Regions from separate parts of the Mus musculus genome. Here all the other regions are linked to region 5. The links are chromatin contacts, called in public HiCAR-type and promoter capture Hi-C maps. All regions are on one chromosome and are shown on one strand. Each heading gives the region's core, a stretch centred on a gene start, on an enhancer-like site or on the middle of the called end of the contact. The rest is flanking DNA. Distances are from core to core; before and after follow the strand shown.

Region 1 (2,700 bases), core at 180-2,679, 840 kb before region 5:
AGAGGCGGAAGAAGTCTTTAAGGGCTTCATAATTGTTCTCCGCCACCTGAGGATGCCAAGATGGAAGAGTCAGGAGACCCGAGGACGTTTAAGTTAGAAAGCGCTTCAGAGATAATGAGTTCAACCCATTTTATTTTGTATAAGAGGAAGTGGACTGGTTGAGTTTACCAGAGCACATGACAGGGCTCAAAGTGGACTCTGAGGCCATGCTCTCCTCCTAATCAAGCCATCTCTGGGGAAACGGGGAATGGGGCAGGTGGTCAGGCAACAGACTCACCTCTGTGTCATTGGTCACGTACATCTTGTCATCCGAGTAGGAGAAGCCCACCCCAGCTGGGGACTCGATATACAGCACGTTGGCAATCTAGGGGGAGGAGGGAATGAGCAGAAGAGGGGGTCCCCAACCCTTCAAGTACCCAGACATCCCTAAGAGACCCACAGCTCCAGGAGTACCAGGTTCCAAGCATAGGGGTTGTACTCCAGGGTGACACCATCTGGCTGGATCTGGGGAGGAAAGACAGAGAGGCCTGTGAGGGTGCCGGTTAGCAGCTGGGTGGAGAGAAAGAGCCACAGTGCGTTTCCGTATTCTCACACTCCATGAGAGGTACGGAAAGTTAGGGCAAGGGCCACCACATAAAACAGAATTGTTAAGGAAAGCAAACTTAGGCCACAGGTTCCTTCTCCCCTTCCCCTTCCTGCCTTTTCCTTGAGCTGTCTCTAACTAGTCTCCTGCCCTCTCTCATGGGGGAGGGGGATAGTGGTCAACTCACCAGAAAGGGGCCGTGCTCTGTAAGCAGCCCATCGAGCGAGCTGCAGCCGGGACCCCCGTTAAGCCAAAGCACCACGGGGCTGTTCTTTGGGTCGTTCTGCGACTCCACAAACCTGGGAAGGATAGGAAAGGATTGGTGTGAGTCCAGGTCCTGCCTGGGGTCGTTAGAATTCGCTCGTCCAGTTATCATGCCCTCCTAGGAACTTTAGGGCCAAGCCAAGCACCAGTAGTGGAAGTGCTTGGAGTCCGATGCTCTGAGGTAGCCGGAGTATTGCCGGAAAGAGGGCTGCTTGGCCAGGCCGGGGAGACAATCGATTTCATCCTGGTCCGGAGCTGCTTCGTTCCGGGACGCCCAGGACAGGAGCAGCAACAAGAGCAGTGGAGACAGCGCGGTTCCGGGCATCTGCAGGAGGAAGCATCGGTGGAGGATGTTTGTTTACCAGTCCCCCCAGATCCCTTGCGCTTCGGTGCAGCAGTTCCTGGGGAGACGATGGCGCACATCTCCGGGAGAAGCCCCCGCTCGGATCCAACTCCGGGCCACAGAGCCACCTTCGCTGCCCACCAGTTTGGGCATCTCCGTACCTCTGCTTCCTTGCGTCCTTGCTCTCCAGGAGGCGCCTTTGGACTGGAAGTCATGTGTAGCTCTGGTCACGTGAGCATCTGCATCACGTGACAGTTTGCTCATTGTTCACTTTTTTAATCTGTGGGCCTGAGGGTCGGGAGTGGTCAAAGTGCGTGGCCCTGAAGGTTATTAGTCAGGGTGCCAGAGATCAGGTGATCTTGGTGTTGACAGAAGGGTTCCCCAGGCTCCTGGGGACCCCTTACTGGTGACAAGCGAGAAAGCGGCGCTAGGACCCCCAGGCAGAGCTGGGGGAAGTTAGAGAAGGGGGAAATGCCTTACATGGTTCATCCACCCCGCCCCCGCGGTCACAATCTGAGCCCGCTGCCCAAAATAGCCCTTGGCATGAGCTGCCCTGTTGCACGGCTTGGAGATGGCTGCTCCCTCCGAACACGTAGGACTGGGTGGCCCACGGAGCCCTGCGCGCCCAGAGCCCCCTCCCACCCGCTTCCACCAAGTGCATGGAGCCAACATCCGCATGGACCCCTCAGGAACGCGAGCCACACGCGTGGAGAGTTTCGCCCACGGTGTGTGCTTCAGTCGTGAGCCCCTGGCCCCCGGCCAGGTATTTCTAGTGGAAATTGAGGAAAAAGAGCTGGGCTGGTGCGGGCACTTACGTCTTGGCCTGACCGCTCTGGATCCCGCCAGTCTGGCCGCTGTACCCGAGTTTTCACTGCCTGACTTGGTCAGCCTTGGCCACAGTTGGGTCTTCGCTATCACACGCCACCACAACCGTGTGCCCCGGGAAGGTCAACCAGAAGCGGAGGCAGCGGTCCCCAGTGGTCCCCAAGCCCTACTGGTTGAACCCTATCTGCGCATCGAGCAGTTCCGAATTCCCCGGGACCGTCTGGTGGGCCGCAGCCGGCCAGGGCTTTATAGCCACCTCTTAGATCAGCTCTATGAACAAAACGTGCTGCCTCCTACAGCGCGCCGAAGCCGCTTGGGTGTTCTCTTCTGCCCCCGTGAGGATGGGACCGCCGACATGCACATCATCATCAACGGGGAGGACATGGGCCCTAGCGCCCGGGGGCTGCCAGCTGCTCAGCCCCTCTACGCTGTGGTAGATGTGTTTGCTTCCACCAAGAGCGTGCGTCTGGTCCAGCTGGAGTATGGCTGTAGGTATCCCACCCCTGGAGTGACCTTCTGGTTCAGTGTAGGGACGGACACCTGCTAGGACCCCACAGCCAGCTAATAAGGCCTTGCAACTAGTTTTGAAGATGCACGGTCTGCCTTGGGCACCAGCTTGTGATTTTACGCACATCACACCTTGGCTGTGGGCCCGCCTGGTATATTCATCTCCCCTAGTTGACTG
Region 2 (2,700 bases), core at 95-2,594, 770 kb before region 5:
CAACTGCTGGGTTCCAGTGTACACTTTCAGGCACAGCCAAAGGGGTCACTTGTTGGGAGCCCACTCTTAGCAGAAAGCGGCTATCATCTCTGCAGCCATCTCAGGCTATTTACTTACAGGTTGGTACTTTTCCACCCTGACGAGAGACAATGCTGCTTTTGCAAGAAGCTCACCACAGCTGAACACACTCTAATATCATCCTGTTTTTCCCAAACACATCCTGGACTGGCTAAGTGTCTCCAGCTGCACTCCCCAGCCTGTGCTTATACACCTATAGTTGCCTTCCAATAAATGAGACTTGAAACTGTCTTGTCCCCATTCTTTGCATCTCTTGCCCCTCCATCTCCACTCTCTCTCTTGCAGACCCTGTTGACTGAACCTGTTGATTGACCGGGTCAATCACTGGGTGAGAGCCTGCACTGCCCGCAGCATACTCTGCCTCTGAATAAAGCAGTTAGAGCCAACTCTCAGGCTGATCGCCAGGCTAGGAGGCAACAGGAGGCACCTCCCGTGCTTCCAAAGTTTCCCTCCAAAATCTGGTTTTCACCAGGAATTTAAGTGTCACTAAAACATGCAGATTGCTATTTAGGGGTAATGTAGCAAAGGACGACCAGAGGAGAGAATTCGAAGGTGATGGGACCAGCAATTCCAAGAAGGGTGGGGCTGGGCAAGGTTAGAGCTGGGGCCTGAAAAGGTAAGCATCGATGAGCCCAGATAAGCCCGACAGCTGCGGAGCTCGTGACGGTGGGCGTTCAAAGGGCTTCCATAAGTGAGTACATTGCACCCATACTAGCAGGTGGCCTGAAGTAGTAAAGGAAGTTACGGATAACGGGGTGGGGGATGGGAAGGTAGGTCAATTGATCTTAGAACACACTTACCATGAGGATCATCAGTTCCTGCTGTAGCCTGCAAGGAGAAGTCGGGGTTACTCGGGGCAATGGATACTGTCGAGGAAATATATCACTTCCCACACGACTATCCTGTCGTGGAGGCCTTACCCCTTCTTCAAAGGCAGGTTCAGCTCTGGCACTCAATTAGAGGACCCAGGTGAGCCTTCGACCCCATGTTAACCCCAGCGCTCGCAGGGCAACCTATGAGAGCTGCCTGGCAGCGCCATCAGCCTTCCATTTCCTGCGTTCCTGGTACCCCCTCATTTGTCCCAAAGCCCCGGGGTGACCTCCGCACCACTCACCGCTTGCCCACAGGGCCTCGGGCGGCGCCCCCGCAGGGCTCGGCTCCTTTTCGAACCGCGGCAACGCTGGCAGCAGCTGGGTCGCGGTTTTGTGAGGCCATCCCAGAGGTACTGGCACCGAGACAGGAGTGTGGAGAGGAAAGGGCAACTGCGGGGCTGCGGGCCGCCGCCCGCGTTTGAATTGCAACCCTCCCGCTGCGCTAGCCAATCAAAGGCTCGCTTAGGTTTGATCCAGCCAATGGGACGCCCCGGAATGCTCTGCCCCTGCGCAACTGCTAGGTCCTCCCCAGTAACGCGCCACGATTGGACGGCGGGGCGTGCCTCAGCTAGCCAATTGGTGAAGAAAGCTGCCATTAACTAACGAATCGGTGGCGGATTGGTGGCCTTTGGACGACGCCGACCATTAAAGGGTCCAAGGACCGGTCCACGTGTATTCGCCGCCCCTCCCCCGCCGGGTCTCTTTGGAACCCCGACTCCTGTCGCTGGCCTGTGATTTGGCTGTGCAGCCAGGTATGAATTTGACTTCTTGATCCCTCCTGCTTTCACTGCCAAGTGTTGAGATTTCACGAACGAGTGCTCACACACCGGGCGGTGGTTGGACTTCCGTCCAAATTCGCTGGTCCGTCCAGGGACACGCCCAGCAGGGGGCACATCTTCTGGAATAGGAAGCATTTTTCTCCTCACCCTATTAAAATGTTAGTTACTTTGGGTTCCCAAGAACTTAAGCCGGGCGTGGTGGCGCACGCCTTTAATCCCAGCACTGGGAGGCAGAGGCAGGCGGATTTCTGAGTTCGAGGCCAGCCTGGTCTACAAAGTGAGTTCCAGGACAGCCAGGGCTATACAGAGAAACCCTGTCTCGAAAACCAAAAACCAAAAAAAAAAAAAAAAAAAAAAGGGGGGGGGGCCTGGAGAGATGGCTCAGCGGTTAAGAGCACTGATTGCTCTTCCAAAGATCCTGAGTTCAAATCCCAGCAACCACATGGTAGCTCACAACTATCCTTAACGCGATCTGACTCCCTCTTCTGGAGTGTCTGAAGACAGCGTACTTACATATAATAAATAAATCTTTTTTTTTTTTTTTAAGATTTTATTTATTTATTTATTATATGTAAGTACACTGTCGCTATCTTCAGACACTCCAGAAGAGGTAGTCAGATCTCGTGATCGGATGGTTGTGAACCACCATGTGGTTGCTGGGATTTGAACTCCTGACCTTCGGAAGAGCAGTCGGGTGCTCTTACCCACTGAGCCATCTCACCAGCCCAATAAATAAATCTTAAAAAAAAAAAAAAAAAAAAAAAGAACTTAAACAACCTAGGCAGGTGAGACAGCAGACTCCCGATTAGTAAACGTGGGTTCAGGGGGTGCATGCCTATAATTTCTTGGAAGGTGGTAACAGGCAGGAGTTGAAGGTCATCTCTAAGTTAGGTTGGGCTATATGAGAATGTACCTTAAAGAAACAAAAACAGGATCTGATGGTGCTCAACGCCTTTAATCTCAACAAAGGC
Region 3 (2,700 bases), core at 18-2,517, 750 kb before region 5:
GACAGAGTCTCACTATGTAGTCTGGTTGTCTTGGAACTCACTACATAGATCAGGCTGGCCTTAAACTCACAGAGGTCTGCCTGCCTCTGCCAAGTATTGTAATTAATAAATGATTATCACTATCCCAGGTCAAAAATACAAGAAGAATTCCCAAGGCCCATCCCTTCCCCAGGCTGGATGCCCCATGTCAAAGCTGAGAAAACAGAGTCTAAGAAAAGCTAAAGGCTTGTGTTAACAAACATCTCAGTCTGCATTAGAACAGATGTCTGTAATCTTGAATTCACATCCTCTGACTTACAGACTTCAATCACGGAGACAGACTAGACGTTCATTCCTTCCCTGCTTGGTTAGGATGTGGACCTGACAAGGTGACAGGAAGTTACAGCCTCCCCACTCCTGTGCTCTTTACGGGCTGTTGATCTCAGACTCCTACAGTGGGGTTCCCAAAGCACTCACTGCAGTCCACACAACTGGATCTCAGGTCTCACCCAGGTCGAGCCTTACCTTGTGGTCATCTGAGATCGGCGGCCCCTTCGCTGCACCTGCCGATGTTTTATCATTATGTTCCAAGGGTTCTGTTGGGGACCAAGTGGGCAAATGTCACCGAGGCTTCTCATAGTGAGGATGAGGAGAAAGTGAGTATGGCGCTAAACCTAGACGTTCCTGCTTCTCACTTCTCCCACCTTGGGGTGAAGGGGAATTAATTCAGTGGCTGGAAGACCCTGTCAGGGTGGAGGAACTGGGAAAATGTTTTCTGTCACCAATGTCCAAAGCTCGCTTTTTCTGGAAGAGCAAGAGGAAGGGCAGCAGTGTTTACCTAGGGTCTACTATGAGGCGGGTGACGAGTCAGGGCGTTCTACCCGCCTTTATCAGCCCATCCCACCACAACTCCAGCAAGCTCGGGTTATTGCTGTTCATTTCACAGAAGAGAAACCTGGCGCTCAGAGGGTGTCACATCAGGCCCACGTCACCTAGCTACAATCTGAATCCAGCTTGTAGCGGCACTGAGAAAACGACATTCCCAGGGCCGCACGGCCGCCGCGTTCTTTCGCCCGCGGGCCCGGGGCCCGGGAGCCCGAGGCCCTGCCCGGCCCGAGCCCCGGCCTCGCCCGGGCGCCCTCACCGTGAGAACCGGCTGGCCCGCCGCGCCCGCGTCGCCCAGCTCCAGGCCACCTCGCTCCGCCCCGCCGGGGCCCCGCGGCTGCTCGGTGTCGCCAGTCGCCCCCATGGCGCCCCCCGGCCCACAACAACCTCAGCTCGACTCAGCCACCGGAAAGCGGCGCCGTGACGTCACGGGAGCGCCCGAGCCACCCGGCCGGAAGCGCGACGCGCGTGCGCCGTGGGGTTGCTATGGGAACCGAACTGCCGCCTAGGAGCCACCTCGTCTTTGGTGTCGGGGACGACGTTGAGGCTTCCAGACCCCTGGGAGACAACGGCTGGGGACCGAGTGTGGGTGTTCGGGGGCCATTCAGTCAAGGGACGAGGGCGGTGTGAGGGCAGCAGAGCATACACTTCAGCGGGGGAGCACGGGGCTTCGGATGAGGGCAGCCCGAAGTTCAATCTTTGAAAACCGCAGGAACATCTGAAATCTTAGCACAGCCTCCCCCGAATTGGAGTAGTCTGACTCAGGAACCGGGAAAGCCAACAAAAGAAGGGGTTGTTGGTGCCACCCTAAATACCCAAACACCTAAACACCATACTACTAGCCTTTGCGGGCTGCCGCTTGTGTCGAAAGGCATCAGAATGAAAGTTGGGTTTTGGCTTGTGAACTAGTCCTGTTGCAGAGAGCTGGCCTTCTCTCCCCTAGATGGTTGATTCTGGGATAGGTAGGGGATGAAAGGTTTAACAACTGTGGCGTTCTCCAGAGCTCCTCTTAGCACTACCTCAGAGAGGTAAGCTGTCTGTGAAAGAATTCGGATTCAGTTACGGGTGATAAAATAACTCTTCTCGGGTCACAAGAAGCAGGTAGTGTAACGTATATGAATTTTGTGTTAGGAAAGATCTAGATTCCAACCTGATGTGATATGATCGTTAACGTTGGATAGGGCCTGGTGTGATAACATAACCCCAACACCGAGGAAGGAAGTAGCTGTGGTGTAGAGCTGTCTCAAAGCCAAAGGCTAAGAACATTGGCTGTGGGACTGGATCGCTTACCGCTATTCTCCTGCATACTAATTGCACGGTCATTCGTCCACAGTTTCAAGTATTCCAGCCTGGACCATGTAACTAAGGATCTGCCTCCACCTCCACAATGCCGGTTCACAGGCATGCCACAGTCCACGTTTGGTTTATGTCGTGTTGGAAATTGACCCCAGAGTCGTCATATGGTTGATACTAGGGCTGGATTATTTTATGCAAAGCACTTAAAACTTTGGTATAAGTAACTCCTTAAATTATTCTAATATAATAGTAATTTCCAGCAACCGTCACTTAAGGACTTTTTCCTCTGAAATATTATTGTATGTATTAAAATACTGCATATAAAACACATATTAGATAATCAACAATGCCAGTTTTGTTCCATGTTCCAACGTCCACTTTTATTTTTTTAGGTTTACTTATGTGTATGAGTGTTTTGCTGGTATGCATGTATGTATGTACATCATTTATGTACCTGGTATCCGCAGAGGTCAGAATAGGGTATTGGATCCTTTGGAAATAAAGTTATGGATAATTGTAAATTTCCCTGTGGGTGCTGGG
Region 4 (2,700 bases), core at 155-2,654, 810 kb before region 5:
CCCCCCAACTCCCCACTTTGGTTTTTCAAGACAGGTTTTCTCTGTGTAGCCCTGACTGTCCTGGAAGCTGCTCTGTAGACCAGACTGGCGTCGAACTCACAGAGATCTGCCTGCCTCTGCCTCCTGAGTGCTGGGATTAAAGGCTTCCACCACCAACCCCCTTTCCCTGTATTTTTTTTTTTAAACCAAACTGATTTGTCTCAAACTCATGACCCGCCGGCCTCAACCTTTTCGCATTGGGCTTCTAAACCTGCACCCTTATTCTTTCTTTCAAAGAAAAACTAAAAGCTAAATTTATAGTAGGCTGTTTCACCTGAACCCTAAAAGCCCTGGCGTTTTCATCAGCTTTTAGCCCCTAAAGTCAAATGAGTCAGGGAGCTACCACCAATAATTCTGACACACAGCCCTGCAGAGTAAGAAAGGCACTCAGGGAGCACCACCTTGGATAAGGAAGGTGTTTGAAAACGGCTGTATCTGGAGCTCAAGAATCATTTACAAAATCAATCACCGAAAAGAACCAACCAACCAACCAATGAGCACCATTACTGCTTTGTAAAGAGGAGGCTAATGGAGGAAATTATTACTAAGGCGTTTCAATTCACTCCTCAACCAGCCTTGCGCTTGAGATAGATTCTCTCAACAAACAAATAAAACGGAAAAACAACAAGATGCAGTTACTGCGAATTCCCAGGAAAGCTCGTGAATGAAGGAGTGGGAGCAAGCGCGGCGGGTAGCAAAGGCCACGCCGGTGAGGTTTCCCTCGTTTTTCCGCAGGCACGGGGAACGTGGCTCCTCCATGCACGCCCTCCTCCTCCAGGCAGCCCTCCTCCCCACCCTCCTGCCCCGCCCTTACAGGATATCCTCGCGGAAAGAGGTGCCGTTGTTGAGGTTATGGAAGCGGACGGAGATGCAGTCCCTGACAATGAAGGAGCACCTGGTCTCCTTTTTGTAGGCGCTGAAACACTCCTTGAAGTCCTCGTAGGTCTTAAAGCAGCTGCCTAGCTCCATGGCCGGGGACTGGCCCTCCTAGAACCTAGAACCACGGCAGGGGTCAGAGGTCACTGGGTAACGGCTGGCACGGGCCCAGCTGCGGTCCCGAGTGAGTGGCTTACAGGGCGCTTGGGAGGAGCCCAGAACAGGAGGAGACCGGTAACAGCAACCTAGGGGCGACTTTGCTCAGTGACAGAAGAGGAAAGACGCTCATCCCTTATTATTCATCTCCAAGGCTCCGCCCCCTCGCTGATTCACCCAATCACACGCGGATGTCCAAAACTGACACAAATATCCTCCAATCTTAAGATAGAGCTAGCCGCGCCCACTCTGAAATTGACAAGCACATCGACCAATCACAATCTGCGTCTCGCTCCCCGGAGCCCTTGGGATTTCCGGCCCCTGGAGCGACCTTCCGGAAGCGCTGGGAGCCTATATAAGTTTCCGCGTTTCTCTCAACCGCAGCCAGCAGTGAAAATGTCAGCGCCAGAGGGTCTGGGAGATGCTCATGGCGACGCCGACCGCGGCGACCTTTCCGGGGACCTCCGTAGTGTGCTGGTCACGAGCGTGCTCAACCTCGAGCCGCTAGATGAAGATCTCTACAGGTAGCCGGTAGCGCCTCTGAACTAGGCTCGCACCCCTCTTTCAGTATAGAGTCGCGATTACTGCCATCTCCCTGTGAACCTCAGTTCTGGGGTTAAGAGTTGGATGCAAGCTCTGCTGCAGTTAGAAGGCATGTCCCTGGCATCCATCCTTGCTTCCTCTTCAGGAGGCGATCTGGGGGGTGGGGGGGGAAGGTGTGTGTGTGTGTGTGTGTGTGTGTGAGAGAGAGAGAGAGAGAGAGAGGGAGAGAGGGAGAGAGGGAGAGAGGGAGAGAGGGGACAGAGACTCCGCTACCCCACAAGGCAGCTTAATCTGGTAGACTGAGTGTGCGTGTGTGTTCGTTTGTTCAAGCCATCCCTTAATGTCTGGTAAGTCATTACTTATCTTTCACTGAAGTGGGTTTGTAACAATTTTTTTGTTTTGTTTAGAGACAAGATGTCACTAAATATAGTCCTGGATGACCTGGAATTCACTATATATATATGAATGGAGAGGGAGAGAATGAGAGAGAGAGTATATATATATACACAGCAAGTTGGCTTGGAACCCACAGGGATCCACCTTCATTTGTCTCTTAAGCGCTGGCAGGAGTTCACCACCAGGTCTAGCTGGTTGTCTTGTTTTGTTTTGAGACAGGCTTTCTGTATAGCCCTCCCTGGCTAACCTGGAACTCTGTGTAGACCTGGCTGGCCTTGAGCTCACAGAGGCCAGTGTATCTCTGCCTCCCAAATCCTGGGCTCAAAGGTGTGTACCACCATGCCTGTTCAGTGACAGTTCTGACCCATGCAGCCCTTACGACTTTATCAGAAGCTATCGTTCTTCCAGCTAGGTAATTACTGTCTTGGGCCAGGAGCGCTTTTCAAATTGTTCTGTAAAGAAAAAACTGACAATCTCAGGGTTGAGTGCTAGGACTCAGGGTTCAGGCTCCAGCACTGGGCAAGCCCTTTCACCTAGATTAATCTGCAGGTAGCCGGCAGCGCCTCTGATTTCGGCTAGATTAATCTGCATTCAGTTTCACAACCTCAGACTGTTTTTTTTTTTTTTTTTTTTTTTTTTTTTTTAAGGGAGTTATATGGGAAGTCTTGAAGTCCTTTTAGCTCTGAAACT
Region 5 (2,700 bases), core at 100-2,599:
TAAATTTCCAGCAGCTAGATGTGAGATGCTGAGTAAGCACGTGTTCAGTCCCATAAACTGTGTGTCTGTATGGTTTCACAGGAACACCTGAGATACAGTGAGAAATGTAATTTTCATATTCTCTTAAGCGCTACACCTTTCTGCACCGGCTCCCGGGATTTTAGAGATTTGTAACATCTTGCCAGATTCCACCTCCCACACCAGGCAAGTAAAATCAAGAGTCCAGTGCTATCTAGTCTCACCAGAGAAAATGTACTGAAGGCAAGGACATGAGCCATGCATTTTTACAGAGGTTGGCAAATTCTCACCAACGCTGCCACCTTTGGAATCCTCGATGCACGCATGTTCTCCATTTGCAACAGACCCAGATGCGCTCATCTTGCAAAAAAGGGTCCACATCTTGCCTACTCCTTCCTCAAACACTGAGGTTACTAGACAAATTTCAAACAATATATAACATATACACACACACACACACACACACATATATATATATATATGCCACAAAAAAGTGTATGGATGAATTTGGGGCATGGACACACGAGATTCTGGCAGTAAAAGACGACAAATATCAAGAGAAAAGACTCAATTCTCAGCCTGATCTTCCCCCACCCCATTGGGAATCCGGTTTGAGTCAGTGAAAGGTTCAGATAAATCCATTTCTTAATTCAAACCTCAACCCTGCTGTCAGGGAATCTCGGGTCCAGCTGGGTTTCCCACACCAGCGATGATGAAACAGCTTTACTGCAAAGTGGGAGAGGGATTCGCCCCAGCTGTCGCCAAGGTTAAACCCTTACTCATCCAGGGGAGTGCGGCAGGGGCGTCGCGGCTCGGGAACTCGCCCGCCTTCGACTAACATTTCAATTTTTGAAAGCCACAAAGAATGAGAGAGGTTGACAGGCCCAGAAGGATGGCTCGGGGCCCGAAGGGAGCAGGCAGGGGCGGCGCCGAGCAGAGATGGTGCCGGAGGGGGGGAGCCTGCGGCCCAGCGGTCCCCAGCCGCGCAGGCCTGGCCGCACCCCGTACGGCGCGCCGAGAGAGAAGCCCGGGCTTCCCGCGGAGGCGCAGGCCTGGCCGGAAGCGGGGAGGGGCGGCAGTAAGCCTGGCGGCGACAGTGAGCCTGGCCGCAGCCCGACAAGGGGCTTTGGGCTGGGGCCCCTGGGAGCCACGCCGCACTCACCGCGGAGGACTGGAGGGAGCAAAGGCGCTTCCGGGAAGATCAGAGGGCAGCGACTGCGTCCTTCCCGGGCTCACTCCTCAGGCGGGGCTGGCGGCAGCGGCGGTGGCAGCGACCGTAGGGGCAGTGGCGGCGGTGGCGGCGGCGGCTACCCGGCTCCGGAATCGGCGGCGGCGGTGGCGGCGGCGGCAGCTGCACTTCCGCTCTGGCCACCACTTCCGCTCTAGCCCAAGTCCCGCCCCACCCTGAGTCGATTCCTCATTGGGTGAATGAGGCACGGGGTTGCTCCGTCCTCCTGAAAAGGGCGGTGATAGCCAGGAGGAGGGGATGTCAGGGAGGACCAAGAGGGAGCGGTCGTGGGAGGACGCAGAGCCTGGGTGGGAGCGAGGAGGGGGCGGACGCAGGGAAAGGAAGTGGGGCGGGGGAGCAGGAAAAGGAGGAAGAAGAGAGGGCGGGGCCGAGGTGGCCGCCCCAGGGCTGGGATGTGTGAGAACAGGGCGGGCTCCGGGAGGGCAGGGTTCGGAAGCTTGGAGCGGTCTTGGTTGAGCCTAGGATCGTCTGTTCCTACCCAACCCTGAAAATAATTCTCACGGGGTCGGAGAGCCTAGCAGTGCTTTTAGCTGTGCGTTAAGGGAATGCTTGTAACTAAAGGAGAACAGACAGCCCTCCATTTTCAGTTAGTTCACCTTTCAGTCCTAAAAGGTACTTACTGTTCTTTTCCTAGACCAAGGACGCTTCATGAAGTACCAGGAACAGAACATTTCCAAGGTCTTAATAAAAACAGAAAAACAAAACAAAAAAACCAGTGTACATCAGTTCTTCGTTGAGATTCCCTGGTCCCCAAGTATCCTTCAAAGGGAAATCGTCAGAGACAGAACCCTGGGATCCCCAAACGGCTTTCAGTGTTACCTAAATTTTATTACTACTTCACTCAAGCCTGTTGACCCTTAAGTCTAGCCCTTCAAAATACCTCCACCACCACGCCTTCGTTCATTTCCCACAAATTCCGTGTGGCAATTTTCAGAGTGCTGGGGAGTACAGCAAGACTTGCGTCTTGAAGCTTACAGTTTTTAGAGAAAGAACAAAGTAATAGGCCTTTGTCATTTCTCCTTTTACCCTCACTTAGCTTAATGACAGACTTCAAATTCACCGCTTGACTCTCCAGCCCTGCCCCCATCAAGTACCAAATGATCTTTTCAATGTCATTCTGTGTCCGCTGCTTTGAAACCCATCGCTGATGGCTCCGACTTAATAGTTCCCTGGGCGAGACAATCAGAGCTCTGTCCTTACCCATTATCAGCACCCCAGTTCATTTATATAACTCCCCATCCTCCCAATGTACTGTTCCAGAATGAATAAACACTTTGAGTTAGCTGCTGTCTTAGCTAGGGTTTCTATTGCTGTGATGCTGGGGAGGAAAGGGTTTATTTGACTTACACGGCCAAATTATTCATTACCAAAGAAGTCAGGACAAGAACTCAAACAGGGCAGGAACCTGGAGGTAGGAACGGATGCAGAGGCCA
Region 6 (2,700 bases), core at 2-2,501, 790 kb before region 5:
CCAAGGGGAAGCCACTGGTAAACACAGGGGATGTGAATCAAGACTGGTCTGGATCCAAAGCCCATTTCCTTAATCCTGACCCATGCCACTGGGTCTCAATACTGTGTCCTGCTGCGGTTGACAGAAACCCACAGGGTACAGAAAGAAACACACATCAGTTCTCGTAACCTCAAGACTAGGACAGGAGGCAACTCCTAAGGCCACATTCTCAGTTTTAGAGAAACTAAGTCATTTGCCTGAGGACGTGTTCAGTTGACACCCATCTTCTCATCTGGTCTCAGTTCCCCCAGGTGTAAAATAAGGACATCCTTTTATAACTGCATGGCCACGACCCCCGCCCCAAAATCTGTGCTATTTCCTTTCTCTCAGCTAGACATCTAGACTCGCTGCTCAAGGGTTCCTGGAACCTCACTCACCACGTACTTGGAGGGAGGGTCTTTGACAACATTGGCGCTGGTCACCTCAAAGAGCAGCCTCTGTGGAACTAGGGTGTTCCGAGACTTTTTCCAGAAATCCTGCAGCTGGCGGGCCAGGAGTTGACTGCTCCGTTGTCCATCAGGTGGGGGACTTCGTTCTGCACAAGCACATGACCCGTCATTATGGGGGTGGCTAGCTCCAGAGTTAACGTAAACAAAATGCCATGACCTCATTCACAGAAGCGAGATGTGCTTCACCCCAGCGCCTGGCTTACAGTGGATGCTAAACCTCCACCCGAAGCAGCTAGCACACACGTTTGTTTCCCTGGTCCTGTGCATTTAATATCTACAAAAAACCCGAGATGGTGTGATTCCCATAGTGTTGTGAGTCAAGGTCACACAGCCAAACCGTGTCTGGAAGAGCTTATAGTGTCAATAGTTTCAGAGAGAAAACTCAGGATGCCCTCGGACCGCGTCCAGCGGGGAGGCCTAACCGAGCCCCGGGGTTCCTGTCTGTCCTCCCGCACTCGCCTGCGTCTTCTCCCGATGCCCCGTCTCCTGAGGGCGGCGAGTCGAGGCCCGCCTCGTCGTCCTCGTCTTCGTCGTCAGGGTCATCCTCCGCACTAGTGAAGCTGAGGGTGCCACTGAGGCGGGAGGACAGGCCCTCGGCGTCATCGTCCTCCAGCTCTGAGCTCTCAGGGAACTGCTCGGCCTCTGGGCCCGCCGCCGCCTCCCCGGGGCCATCGCTGGCCAGGGCGTGTCGCAGCCGGTGTAGGAGCCGCGAGGCCATGGCACCCAGGGGGGAGCGCGCCACGCTGGGTCCAGGGCTGAAGAGGGAGGGGACCCCCGCCCGGAGAGGGACCCGGGGGCGTGTCAGGGGCGTGGCACAAGAGGCCACGCCCACGGGCCGCGGCCGCTGGGGACGTGCGGGAGGCCGGCCTCTGCCCTGTTCCTCCCGCAGGCCGGGACGCGCCTCCACCCACCGCGTCCCAAGTGCGTTCGGGGCGGGCTCCCGGGATTTGGTGCAGCAGCCTGGCGGATTTAAGAGGCTCTCCGCCCAGGCAGCTCACGGCGCCGCCTCGCTGCTTCCTGCCGCCGCTCCGCCTCCGCCCCGCCAGCTCCCTCTCCCGGAGCTGTTAGAATCCCAAGCCGCTGCCTGCGGGAGGGACGCGGAGGGCAGCCGGGCGGGCCAAGGCTTCCCCCGAAACCCAGCCGGATCGTGGTGGCCGCGCCCCCTCTTGGACTCGCCCACCCCTCCTGGTCTCCTGAGGCCGCCCCAAGCTTTACCCCTAATCTCCATACAGTGCCATGTAACTTTACAGTGTAATTTCGCGGCATTTGGGAGCTCGGCTCTCCCTTGAGTGAAGCTTGAAATCCGGTTTCGTCCAGCCTAGGTTTTCTCATATGAAACAAGAATACTAATACTCATACTAAATTTTCACTCATACTAAATTTTCAGCTCTTGTAAAAACCCCAGTCCGGTGCCTGTGTGAGAAACCTAGCCCTTCCCAGTTTCGTTTGAACTTAACCTGGGGGAAGTAGTCAAAGAGGAAAACATCCAGAGAGGCTGTTACTTGTTCAAGGTTGCCCAGTTTGTCAGAGATCTCTAGCGTGGGAGCTCTTGAACTGATTTATTTTCCCACGCGTGCGGGGTTGCTTGGGTAATCTCTATAACTCTCTTGGAGAACTGCAGTTTATCTTTTACTGCAGGGTAGCAGTAGTCAGGAAAATGATTGCTGATCCCTGTCCCAAGGCTTACATGTCAGACCTAGCAGGCAGATTTGGCTAGTTAGACAATAAAACAAGTTATCTCAAAGGCCAGGTGTGGTGCTCCTGTGGCTCATGCCATTAATCCTAGCCCTGGCTCTCGGGAGGCAAAGGTAGGAGGATCATTGTGAGTTCAAGAACAGCCTGGTTTACTGTTGAGGTCCAGAACTAAATAGAGACCCTGCCTCAAAATTATCTCAGACAGTATCAAAATTAAGTATCTCCTATCCCCTTTTAGGGCGTGGGAGAGGGATGGAGGATATGAACGGAAAGACCTTCCTGGCCTTTACTGAACAGAAGGGTCTCAGATTTTAGCACTCATGGCGTCTTGTAAGTATTTCATACACTGTCACATGTCAGTCTCAGAGGATGAAGTTACAGTAATGATTATTTTTCTAAACGATTTATTTATTTCATATATGTGGTTATACTGTCGCTGTCTTCAGACACAGCAGAAAATGGCATTGGATGACCATTACAGATGGTTGCTGGGAATTGAACTTAGGACCTATGGAAG
Region 7 (2,700 bases), core at 147-2,646, 880 kb before region 5:
ACTCCTAATGATCCTGCCGGAATCGGAGTGTTAAAGATTATCGCCCTTAGTCATCCTATCCTGCCTTGGTCATCCATCCATCTCTTAAGTGCTAGAATTTCAGATCTGTGCCTTCACCCTCGACAAGATTTTATTTTTAAACGCACCCCAGATGGGACTGGGAGACAAGATGACACACTTTTGCACTTTACACAGCTTGAAAATGTTAACTTGGAACTTGTTAAGTGCTGGTAATAAAGCTACTTAGTACACTGACTGCCCGGCATATGTGAAACCTAGGGTTATATCCCCAGTACCACATACACACACATTAGAGCCAGGTGTAGTGACAGACGACTTTAATCCCAGCACTAAAGACACAGGGTTTCTGTGAATTCGAGGGCAGCCTGTTCCACATAGTGAGTTACAGGATAGCCAGGGCTACACAGAGACCCTGTCTTTTAAAAATAAGATAAACTCGCGTAGATAGGTGCAGCAGGTCTCTGGCCAAAACGCCAGCTCTGAAGTTGGCCAGACCCAAGTTCAAGGCCGTGCTGCCGTCCTGACACCTACGTCAGAACCATCTGACCCCTGCACCGTAGTCTAGCGTTCTGTGGACTCTCGCTGCTGCTCCCATTAAGTGACTGTTTTCACTTAGCCTGTGCCTTCCGGACCCCCACGCATACCAAAGTCGGAGAAGCGCAGCGTAGTCTAGAGACAAACAACTGTATCTGCGCAAGCAGCGGAACTCGGACTAGAAAATGCATCCGATTCCGGGATTGGAGGAACATGGGCGGGATCACATACCAGAGTACCAATCATAACGCCCCGGCTCTGGTGGGCGGAGCCACGCAGGCGCACAGACGGGAACCCTCCCCCACCCCGCTCCCAGCGCGCTCCCGCCTGCCCCTCCCGCAAGCCCAGCGGGGGCGGGAAGTCTGGCGCGCGCGCGCCGGCCCTTCGCCCGGGCTCCGCCCCCCGCCCTGCCGCGCGCTCCCGCCCCCGGGCTGAGGCGACTCTGAGTCGGAGCCCGACACAAAGGCGGTGGCGACGGCGGCAGCGGCAGCAGCGAAGGGACCCTAGAGGCCGCTCCGCCCGGGCTCTCCGGGCCCACTGCACTCACCCCAGCCGGCAGTCCTGCTGCCCACCCGCGGCTCTAAGATGGCGGCGACGAAAGAGACCGGGCGAGCGGCAGCCCCGAGCGGGAAGCGCCGGAGGGGCCTCCGCCGTCCTGCTTCGGACTCCCGGACCCAGGCGCGGCACGCAGCGGGACCGTGGCTTCCTGGGGCTCTTACCTGCCCGAAGCGGACTCGAGGGGATGCGGCCACACGTTCTGCTCGACCGCCCGTTTTGCCGCCTCCGCCTCGCCCTCCCCAGCGCCGCTGCCGCCATCTTGTGTCCCGGGCCGGGACTCCGCGCTGCGCATGCGTCGGTACCGCCTCTGAAGGACCTCGCCACGGCCGCGCCGCCATCTTGAGTGTGGCAACGTTGACTGGCTCCCCAGACCTTGATGGCTTTCGCCCCCACCCCCCGCCCCCAACTCCCCATTTTCCGGTTGATCTGGGTGGTCCCTTGTGGTCCTGAGGATGGGGAAAAACAGCGTTGCTATTCTTGAAACGTAGGTGGGAAGGAAGGAATCTATCGCACACCCCTGCCTCAGTTTCCCTGCCGAACGCATTCGCAGGGGCTGAAGATCTAGGACACTTTAGGGGGCACGAAGCTGGTCTAGAGTCTTCTGGGGGCTCTGGCTCAGTTGCCGACATAGGCGGAGCGGTGACGTAGGCCCTGCACGTTGGGTCCTGGCCTGCACAGTGCTCTGCCGCTTCCAGCTGGTGTCCTCTCGGGGCCTCTGCCCTCTAAGGGTCCTGGAATGTTAACTCTCTCTGCCTAGAGGCCAGGTGACGAAGACGTGCAAATCGAACCTTTGCGCGTTAGCAACCTGCTCACAAATTGCTCTTGAATAGTCGTAGCTTTTGGAGGAGTGCAAATAGGGTAGATGTGGCTTTGGGCAGTTGTAAAGTTGTGAAGGCTGCACACAGCTTAGTGGGAGACGCTTCTGCAAGGGGCCATCGTCGGGCTCCCTTCCGGAATTAGGCTCCTAGCTCCACCCACTTGTGGCCTCCTAAGGAAGCTGTTGCCCAGTTAAGGTAACTTGAAAGGAGGACAAGTTTGCCACCTGCTGCTGGACTAGCGTAGCAGATGGCCCAGCTGGTCAGCCTCTCAGGTCTATGACGCTGTCGGCGCTGGCTGCCCAGTAACTTGGAGCTGGAATGTTGGGAGGTCAGGAAAAATGGTCAACAATATAAACTAGTAAGAGTTGGAGGAGGATCTTGTCTAGTCTGCCCACAGACACCTGACCATCGACCCCAGGTGTGTCCATCTTAGGGATTTTTTTGTTCTTTTGGTTTTTTGATAGTTCTGCTATATAACCCTGGCAGACCAGGAACTCAGCAGTCTGTCTGCCTGCTGGGTGCTGAAATTAAAAGCATACACCATCATGCATCTCGAATCTTGGGAGACTGATAAAGGGTCACTAGTTTGAGAGGTCAGCAGGGCTACAAGATACTTGCTTTAAAAAGGAAAGTTTAACTTGGGAGGCAGAGGCAGGCAGATTTCTGAGTTCGAGGCCAGCCTGGACTACAGAGTGAGTTCCAGGACAGCCAGGGCTACACAGAGAAACCCTGTCTCGGGAAGAAAAAAAAAAAAAAAAAAAAAAAGGAA

What was found. Promoter capture Hi-C pulls out the DNA fragments that hold promoters and counts their contacts. HiCAR-type assays count read pairs that join an accessible place to other places. Capture Hi-C pulls out chosen DNA fragments and counts their contacts.
Region 1: a contact with region 5 is called in a promoter capture Hi-C map of liver, with 2.6 times the contacts expected there. The contact joins the promoter of Ctsa here to the promoter of Ywhab in region 5. A contact is called at or near these places in 1 of 39 promoter capture datasets (liver), 1 of 115 datasets of contacts at active chromatin or transcription factors (astrocytes) and 1 of 9 other capture datasets (liver).
Region 2: a HiCAR-type map of astrocytes shows a contact between it and region 5, with 2.3 times the contacts expected there. The contact joins the promoter of Ube2c here to the promoter of Ywhab in region 5. A contact is called at or near these places in 3 of 39 promoter capture datasets (erythroid cells, hippocampal neurons and neutrophils), 1 of 484 Hi-C or Micro-C datasets (the G1E-ER4 cell line) and 2 of 115 datasets of contacts at active chromatin or transcription factors (astrocytes and large pre-B cells).
Region 3: a contact with region 5 is called in a promoter capture Hi-C map of pre-B cells, with 5 times the contacts expected there. The contact joins the promoter of Dnttip1 here to the promoter of Ywhab in region 5. A contact is called at or near these places in 4 of 39 promoter capture datasets (erythroid cells, liver, neutrophils and 1 more) and 1 of 115 datasets of contacts at active chromatin or transcription factors (large pre-B cells).
Region 4: a promoter capture Hi-C map of pre-B cells shows a contact between it and region 5, with 7 times the contacts expected there. The contact joins the promoter of Acot8 here to the promoter of Ywhab in region 5. A contact is called at or near these places in 3 of 39 promoter capture datasets (liver and pre-B cells).
Region 6: a promoter capture Hi-C map of liver shows a contact between it and region 5, with 4 times the contacts expected there. The contact joins the promoter of Snx21 here to the promoter of Ywhab in region 5. A contact is called at or near these places in 7 of 39 promoter capture datasets (the C10 cell line, cranial neural crest, hippocampal neurons and 3 more) and 1 of 115 datasets of contacts at active chromatin or transcription factors (thymic regulatory T cells).
Region 7: a promoter capture Hi-C map of adipose tissue shows a contact between it and region 5. The contact joins the promoter of Pcif1 here to the promoter of Ywhab in region 5. A contact is called at or near these places in 2 of 39 promoter capture datasets (liver and pre-B cells) and 1 of 9 other capture datasets (adipose tissue).

The regions. Positions count from the first base shown.
Region 1 is chr2:164,832,502-164,835,201 of GRCm38.p6, reverse strand. It overlaps Ctsa (cathepsin A), which reads right to left and starts at 1,429. Exons shown (of 15, transcript NM_008906.4): 1 at 1,352-1,429; 2 at 994-1,172; 3 at 771-882; 4 at 454-504; 5 at 278-364; 6 at 1-46. The coding sequence starts at 1,405. It overlaps Neurl2 (neuralized E3 ubiquitin protein ligase 2), which reads left to right and starts at 1,606. Exons shown (of 2, transcript NM_001082974.2): 1 at 1,606-2,503. The coding sequence starts at 1,762.
Region 2 is chr2:164,768,573-164,771,272 of GRCm38.p6, reverse strand. It overlaps Ube2c (ubiquitin-conjugating enzyme E2C), which reads right to left and starts at 1,344. Exons shown (of 6, transcript NM_026785.2): 1 at 1,193-1,344; 2 at 879-906. The coding sequence starts at 1,293.
Region 3 is chr2:164,744,582-164,747,281 of GRCm38.p6, reverse strand. It overlaps Dnttip1 (deoxynucleotidyltransferase, terminal, interacting protein 1), which reads right to left and starts at 1,267. Exons shown (of 13, transcript NM_133763.1): 1 at 1,124-1,267; 2 at 505-575. The coding sequence starts at 1,228. It also overlaps a transcript of Wfdc3 not described here.
Region 4 is chr2:164,803,585-164,806,284 of GRCm38.p6, reverse strand. It overlaps Acot8 (acyl-CoA thioesterase 8), which reads left to right and starts at 1,404. Exons shown (of 6, transcript NM_133240.2): 1 at 1,404-1,595. The coding sequence starts at 1,468. Zswim3 (zinc finger SWIM-type containing 3) reads right to left here and starts at 1,171. Exons shown (of 2, transcript NM_178375.2): 1 at 854-1,171. The coding sequence starts at 1,008.
Region 5 is chr2:163,993,846-163,996,545 of GRCm38.p6, reverse strand. It overlaps Ywhab (tyrosine 3-monooxygenase/tryptophan 5-monooxygenase activation protein, beta polypeptide), which reads right to left and starts at 1,349. Exons shown (of 6, transcript NM_018753.6): 1 at 1,181-1,349.
Region 6 is chr2:164,784,572-164,787,271 of GRCm38.p6, reverse strand. Snx21 (sorting nexin family member 21) reads right to left here and starts at 1,251. Exons shown (of 3, transcript NM_133924.3): 1 at 948-1,251; 2 at 417-574. The coding sequence starts at 1,206.
Region 7 is chr2:164,878,064-164,880,763 of GRCm38.p6, reverse strand. Pcif1 (PDX1 C-terminal inhibiting factor 1) reads right to left here and starts at 1,396. Exons shown (of 17, transcript NM_146129.3): 1 at 1,275-1,396. 4930445K14Rik (a long non-coding RNA gene) reads left to right here. Exons shown (of 2, transcript XR_003953757.1): 2 at 723-2,700.